Linked DNA regions of Mus musculus: region 1 is linked to region 2. A link is a contact called in public promoter capture Hi-C data. All regions are on one chromosome and are shown on one strand. The core of a region is the stretch at or near the end of the contact, and the rest is flanking DNA. Distances in the headings are between cores, read along the strand shown.

Region 1 (3,497 bases), core at 204-2,703, 390 kb after region 2:
CTGGCTGGGGTGGGGGACAGGATCCTTTCTGTGACTTGACAAAGGTTAGGTTGCTTAGCCCCAGCAGTGGCTAAAGGACAGAGTCACTCCTGTCTACACTTTGGCCTGTCTCTGCTCCTGAGAGACAGAGCAGGCACTCAGTGTAACAGCGACAGAGCACACAATCACGAAGCCAGCAAGCATGTGAGAGCGTGTCAGCTTCACGCATCACCACGGAGGCTGCAAGTCGAGGCCACACTGGGTACGCACGCAAGCTCTGAGAGGGAACCACAGCGGAAAAAGTGTTGGTGAGGGTGTGGGAAAACTGGAGCCCCGAGCCCACTGGCTGGAACCCAAAATGGTGCAGCCGTGTTAGACAGAGTTTGGAAGGTCTTCCAGAACCTACACCCGGAATTACCACACGACCTAGCAGCACCACTCCTAGAACCACACAGAAAGGGCAGAAAAGGGACAAACATGTGCATGTGAATGTTTGCTGTGGCACTGTTCACGACGGCGCCAGGACATCCCGTATTCCATACAAAGTGTCCTCGAAGGGATGGACAGAGAGGGTGGCATCGTTAAACTCAAGGGTTCTAATTCTGCGGCTGCAAACTTCAGAAGCAGGAAAGCCGCGTGACTCAGTGGAGTGGTCAGGTCACTGAAGCACAATTTCACACGGCCTTCGGTGATGACTTCCTGCACAGCCTTGTCCCCAAACATGGACACCCTGAATCCCACAAGACGCCTCGGCAGGACGCGTGCTTACCTCGTCGTCGTGGACAAGCTCCTTCTTTACCACCTTCATGGCGTAAATCTGGTCGTTTTTCTTCAACCGCACCAGGAGGACCTTGGCATAGCTTCCACGCCCGATGACTCTGATGAGGTCGAAGTCTTGCAGCCCCAGCCCCTGAGAGATTTTGATCCCATCCACCCCATCGATGACAGGCTTAAGGTCCTAGGGAGAGGTCCAGAGATGGGAGAATGGGAAACTGGAAACCATTTGCCAGAATCCCCAAACTCTAGCACCCAACCGCCGTCCAACTCAAAGGAGGAACATCAAAGAACCAAGACTGTAGGCTTCTAAGGGAAGGCGCTGCGTGGAGATGGCAGAGGGGGGGCGGGCGTTGCTTGGTTAAGCTGCAGGCTTGGGCATGCTCTGTGAGAGCGGCAAGGCCAGGCACCTGCTCCGTGAGGGTGGAGAATGGAAAGCCCGCTCTGTACACATGGGCCTGCTTCTGTTCAGTGAGGGTGAGGGTAGAGAGTGGTGTCTACTCTGCGAGATGACCAGCAGAGGCTTGGGAGCATGGCCTGTTCTGTCTCCCTAGAATACCAGAGCTGGCAGCACGTATGAGGCTGGATGGAGCCAGATGGAACCTGTTGGTCAGATTCCGGGACAGGACCTGCTTGAGGGAGCAGCTGAGGCCTTGCCAGGCCAGGAAGGACAAAGGAGCAGATGTAATGTGGTGAATTCACAACTCAAAAGCCAGGCTGGCTGCAGCCAGGCCACTGGTCTCATCTGAGCCTAGCGCAATAGCTGCCTACTATACCTAGCGCATACTGAAATTCATGTAACAGCCCCTGAAGCACACCAACAGGACTTTTGAAAAGATGCCTGCAATGCTAATCTTATTCACTTACCTCAGAATCATCTTTGATATTATCATGTTTCCGAGATGAAGAAATATAAGCAACTAAAAAAGAGAAGGAAGGGAGAGTATTTATTACAAGTGTCCCAGGAACACGGGGACCCAGTGGACCTTCACACCCCCACGCCCTGCAGGGAGCCCCAGACGGCACAGGAAGTGCTCAGGGGCCAATCCACAAACCAGCCACAAAAGACTCCAGTTTAAAGAGTCCTTTAAAACTGCAGCTTCCGTGGTGGCACTCGCCTTTAATCCTAGCAGGCGGATTTCTGAGTTCAAGGCCAGCCTGGTCTACAAAGTGAATTCCAGGACAGCCACTCGAAAAACAAAAAAACAAAAAACAAACAAACAAACAAAACCCAAAAAACCAAAACCCCTGCAGCTTCCTAGGCTGCCCCAGGCGGGCTGTGTGAACGTGGAGGCAGGAAGTGTGGAAGACGCTTTAGGCTCCTTTACTTATGATGATGTCACGATCTGATAAACCCATCCGGCTGGGAAGAACTGTTAGCTGGAAATGCAGTGTATGTGCGCAGTTCATTTAGGGCTGGATGTTGTGACATGCGCCTCTAGATTCCTAAAACTTGGGAAGCTGAGGCAGGATTGTACAGCTCAAGGCCAACCAGGGCTACCTAGTGAGACTGTGCCTCGAACAAATGGAAAAAGAGGGCTGAAGAGATGTGGCTCAGTTGGTAAAACACTTGCCTCTAGCATGCAGAGAGCCCTGGGTTTAATCTCCAGTGCCCCTTTAAAGCGAGTGGGCGTGATGGCAATGCCTGTATTCCTAGCACTCTACTCAAGGAGATCAGGAGTTTAAGGTCTTCCTTGTCTATAAATAGAGTTTGAGGCCAAGCTGGGCTACTTAAGACCCTGCCTCAAAAACCAAATCCTTGGGGCTACGAGGACAGCTCAATGATGAAAATGCTCAACTGGGAGGACCTGCATTTGAATTCCTATCACCCACATAAAAGCCAGGTGTGGTGGTACATGCTTGTAACCCCAGCTCTAGGGGATTGGAGACAGGAGGATGCTTAGCAACAACAGCACACACACACACACACACACACACACACACAGACACACAATCTTGTGTGCCTTGTGCACATGTGCACACACCCACCCAGAGAGAGAGACAGAGAGAGAGAGACACAGGGAGAGACAGAGACAGAGAGAGAGAGAATTGAAGAAGAATGGGTAGATTTTCATGCTAGTATATAATCTTCCACTGGGTGGGTGGGTAGATGTTGGAGAAGCAGAGGGTGGACCATGAGGGCGGTGGATGATAGATGGATCTGTGGAAGGGGAGATGAAGAAAGTCTGGGAGAGTGAATGATGGATGATAGACAGCTGCGTGAACCAATAAGTAGATGATAACTAAATGATGGATGGGTAGGGAGAGGATAGGCAGATGAGTGGATGATGGACAGGCGGATGAGTGAGTATGCGTGTGTATGTGTGTGTTAAACAGGTGGATGAGTGGGTGTGTGTTTAAATATGTGCATGCATGAGTGTGTGCATATGTGTGATGGACAGGTGGATGAATGGGAGTGAGTGTGTGCATGCATGAATGTGTGCATGTGTGTAATGGACAAGTAGATGAGCATATGTGTGTGTGTGAGAGTGTGTGCATGTGTGAGAGTGTGTGCGTGTGTGAGTGTGTGCAAGCATGTGTGTAATAGATAGGTGGATGAGTGGGTGGGTTGAATGTGTGTGCATGCGTGCATGCATGCATGACTGGGTGATGGACAGGTGATTGTGTGGGTAGGCAGGATACCTAAAGGGACAACTTCATTTGTTTTCTTTTGAGACAGGGTCTCACTATGCAGCCCTGGATGGCCTGGAACTTGCCGTGTAGACCAGGCTGGTCTTGAATTA
Region 2 (3,437 bases), core at 515-3,014:
GAGGGAGCATGAAGACATGACACGAGCCACCAAGATGGGCAAGATGGGGCTCTATCTTGCCCTGACCCACCCTTGCTGACCACCAGCAGCCCTCCACTTTGCAGCAGGTCACCAGACAGGTTCCCCTGGATACCAACAGCTTTAGCCTGCAAAGACAGGAACGGGACTCAGGTCAGTCCCGGAGGGAATGCTGCAGGGATTCCCACCAATGCTCTCAAACCACAAACCTTGGAGGCTACATCACGAACAGGTTTTCCCAGGGCAGCTGGTAGGATGCTTAAGCTGTTGTACCTACAAAGACATAGATAGGGTCCCTAGTCCAGATTCTGGTGGAACACAAGTATCCACACCTGTTCCCAGTGTCCTGCCCCACCCACTTATCTAACCCAGGGCTCAGGCAGATCAGCAACCAGTCTAACTAGGCTCTACACAAGCCCTGAGAGCCCCCAGGTTGAATACAGCTAGCCTTGGGGGCCCTGGAGAGGTGGTGTGGAGTGTGGGGAATGAGCTCCAAGCTGGGTGTGCCCAGGGATCTCGCTTAGCCGGCACTGCCTATCATGACAGGCAGTCTGTGGCAACAGAGGACTGCAATGAGCCATGGCTAAGGCACTGGGCTCCAAGGTCCCTCCTGTTTATGAAATAGCAGACTTCTGAGGACAGGCCTGCCTTGGACCAACACCCATTAGAAGACTCAAAGAAGGGCTGGCTGAAGCACCAGTGTCAGTTTCCATGAGACAAACTGGAGAGCAGAGCAGATGGCAGTAGCAAGAAGGTACATAAGAGAGCGGTGGCCACTCTGTCCTCCTGTTGTCCCTGGTTAGACTCATGCCCACAAACAGTCACACTTACCGCTTGAAGCCCAGCTCCTTATAGATTTGCTTGCTCTCATCAAGGTAGAGTTCTAGAAAGGAAAGCCACAGCTATGTGCCCCAGGCTTCCTACAGTCTGTCCCCTCCACTTACTGTATCCAGCTCCACCCACCCAAGCCATGAGTAGCAAGGCAGGATTGAATGTCACCACTGCTTAAACGGGAAGGGCAAGAGTCACTGGGACTTTGCCACTAGGTCTGGGCACCAGCCAGGGCACAGGCTGAAGGCAGGGCAGGGAAGAGCTGCATATGCTGACACATGAATATGTTCTTGTTGGGCCTAGAAAGGGAGAGGTCAGCCCAGGCTCTGAGTCCGGGAAGAGTCGCACCTCCTGAGAAGTAACCACCATCCAGAAACTCCTGCAGGCCCAGGGCCTCAGGCCCCACGCCCACCAGGCGCACATCGTGTTGGTCCAGGATGCTCCGGAGGTTGCTGAGGTCCTGGGCGATCCAGCGGCACACCATGCAGCCGAAGCGTCGCAGACCGGCCACCACACAAGCTTTCTCCTGCCATAGGCTCCGCAGCTCCACAGCCTACAGAATGGATCGGTCAGGGGACATGGGCTCACCAACCCCCTATGCCCGGCAGCCTCACATGTCCCGCAGCGTGCTGCTCCAAGATTCGCAGCTGACTGGTCCTCCTGATGGTTCCTCTGTGGACCATGAGCTGTACCCACGCCCAGTACGCGAACTCATAGGACCCCTCAGGACCTCCACTCCAACCCATGTGAGTTGCCAAGGCTCTGGGCCAGGTATTAGGGGAGGCGTTCTCCGCCCTGCGCGAGCCAAATCTCACCTCCCCAGTCACTGCATGTTTCAAGACACACGCTCCTACGCGACCAAGGTCCACCACATTCATGGCCTCCTCCGTCCCTTTCTGCTCCACGGTCCCTTCTCGCAGCCTGGGGAGGCTCACTCTGTCCTGCGCAGCCTCTTCAGCCAGCCTATGCCCCGCCCATAATCCCGCCCCAGTCCTGGTGGGCACCACCTCCAGGGGGTTCAGGTCACATGACTGTGCGCTTGTCTCGCCCCAGGCTCCGCCCCTGATATTAGTATACAGGCACACCCTCTCTCCAAAGAGACAATCACTGCAGATCTCTTTGCCTAAGCCTAGGTTGTTCTCATATGTATAAGCTTATTAGCCAATGGCGTAGCAGGTAAAGCTCAATGGACAGTCTGCAAGCGGTGCGCCTGCGCAGAATGCGTTTGCGTGGCTCTCTAGCGTTTGCGTAGCTCTCCACTAGCATCAGGTGGTCCCTAGTAGTGCAGCAGGGTGGTAGAATTAGAGCCAAAAAGTTGAAACGGGGAATCGAACTCACAAATCACTAGTGTGAGGAACAGTAGGGCAGCCGGCACTTACAGTAGTGAAAGGACCAGCCTTTCCAAGTCTAAGTTCCTGCTTTGCATTTTCGCGAAATCCTATTAACTTCCATCGTAAAGTACCATTTCCTGCTGTGTGGATGTCAGTTTTTAAACTACGGGCTCTCATGTACAACAATCCAAAGGAGATAAACAGGAGCTCGCAGTGGTGTGTCCCTAGGAAGAGTAGAAGGCTCAGGAATCCACGTGTTCTGTCCTTTCCTCACTAAGTAAGCCCTGTGATGCTTTCTAGGGCCATGTTCAAGCATCTGACAGATGTAGAGGCTAGGAAAGGAAGAGAGCCACCACAAGATACCTAGCTGAGGCTGAACAGCCAGGCAGGAAGTTAGGAACCATACATATCACTGTGTCAAAAGGAGAAGCTAGAGAGATGGCTCAGTGGTTAAGAGCACTAGCTGCTCTTGCAGAGGGCCCACGGTTTGGTTCCCAGCATCCCTACAGCGACTCACAATCCTCTGCAAGTCCAGCTTGAGGGCATCTGATGCTCCCTTACGGTCTCTTCAGGCACCAGGCACTCACATTGGGCCCAAACCTATGCAAGCAAGAGTAGGCTGGGGAGGTGACTCGGTAAAATGACAGAGACCTGTAATCCCATGTCCTGGGGGAAGCAAAGGCATGAGAATCAGCAATAGACCTTGTCTCAAGAAATACGATTGAGAGGCACTGAGTAAAACACTCAACCGCTGGACTCCCCGGGCACACACAAGTGCACACAGGTGTGCAAAGGTACATTTTAAAAAAGGAAAGAAAATAAAGTTGCAGAATCAGGAGGAGCTGGTCCTGTAGAGCAACTGGTCCTGGAAGCACCACCAGAAGAAATCCAGAGATGGGGCTTCCTCTGCTTCCTGTTAAGTGTTGAGGGGTACAATGCGAGGGTCCCAGGAGCATGGGAAGATGTCTGCAGAAAGTGCTGCATGTTGAACAGGAAGAGCCAGCAGGCCCTTCCCTGAGGCTGCTCACTCACATATGCCTACACAGTGTGACAGAACCCACCTCGTCTTCATGGAGCCCCAGGTAAGACAGGTCATCAGGAGCAGAGGATTGTAGAGTCTTTGTTCCAAGTTTTATAGGTTAGAGGTACCTAGTCCAAGGACCTGAAAACACTTGTGGCCATTCCTTTCCCAGCTCAAGGACCTGAAAACACTCGTGGCCATTCCTTTCCTGTATTTCCAGAATCCTTCCAGGGATG

What was found. Promoter capture Hi-C pulls out the DNA fragments that hold promoters and counts their contacts.
Region 1: a promoter capture Hi-C map of neural stem cells shows a contact between it and region 2. The contact joins the enhancer-like site here to the promoter of Prxl2b in region 2. A contact is called at or near these places in 4 of 39 promoter capture datasets (the C10 cell line, cranial neural crest, neural stem cells and 1 more), 3 of 484 Hi-C or Micro-C datasets (B cells, CD4 single positive thymocytes and palatal mesenchyme), 2 of 115 datasets of contacts at active chromatin or transcription factors (both in embryonic stem cells) and 1 of 9 other capture datasets (embryonic stem cells).

The regions. Positions count from the first base shown.
Region 1 is chr4:155,288,883-155,292,379 of GRCm38.p6, forward strand. Prkcz (protein kinase C, zeta) reads right to left here. Exons shown (of 18, transcript NM_008860.3): 8 at 1,621-1,673; 9 at 749-937. Among named protein-coding and RNA genes, the nearest start is that of Faap20, 41 kb to the left of the region's middle. Within about 2 kb of position 1,454, at least 14 of the 459 cell types and tissues checked have an H3K27ac peak or open chromatin away from gene starts, as enhancers often do. A contact at or near this core is called in embryonic stem cells and neural stem cells, where this site is marked.
Region 2 is chr4:154,897,279-154,900,715 of GRCm38.p6, forward strand. Prxl2b (peroxiredoxin like 2B) reads right to left here and starts at 1,765. Exons shown (of 7, transcript NM_025582.3): 1 at 1,665-1,765; 2 at 1,198-1,402; 3 at 850-901; 4 at 228-291; 5 at 71-146. The coding sequence starts at 1,727. It overlaps Gm52690 (a long non-coding RNA gene), which reads left to right and starts at 142. Exons shown (of 2, transcript XR_003955190.1): 1 at 142-772; 2 at 1,153-3,437.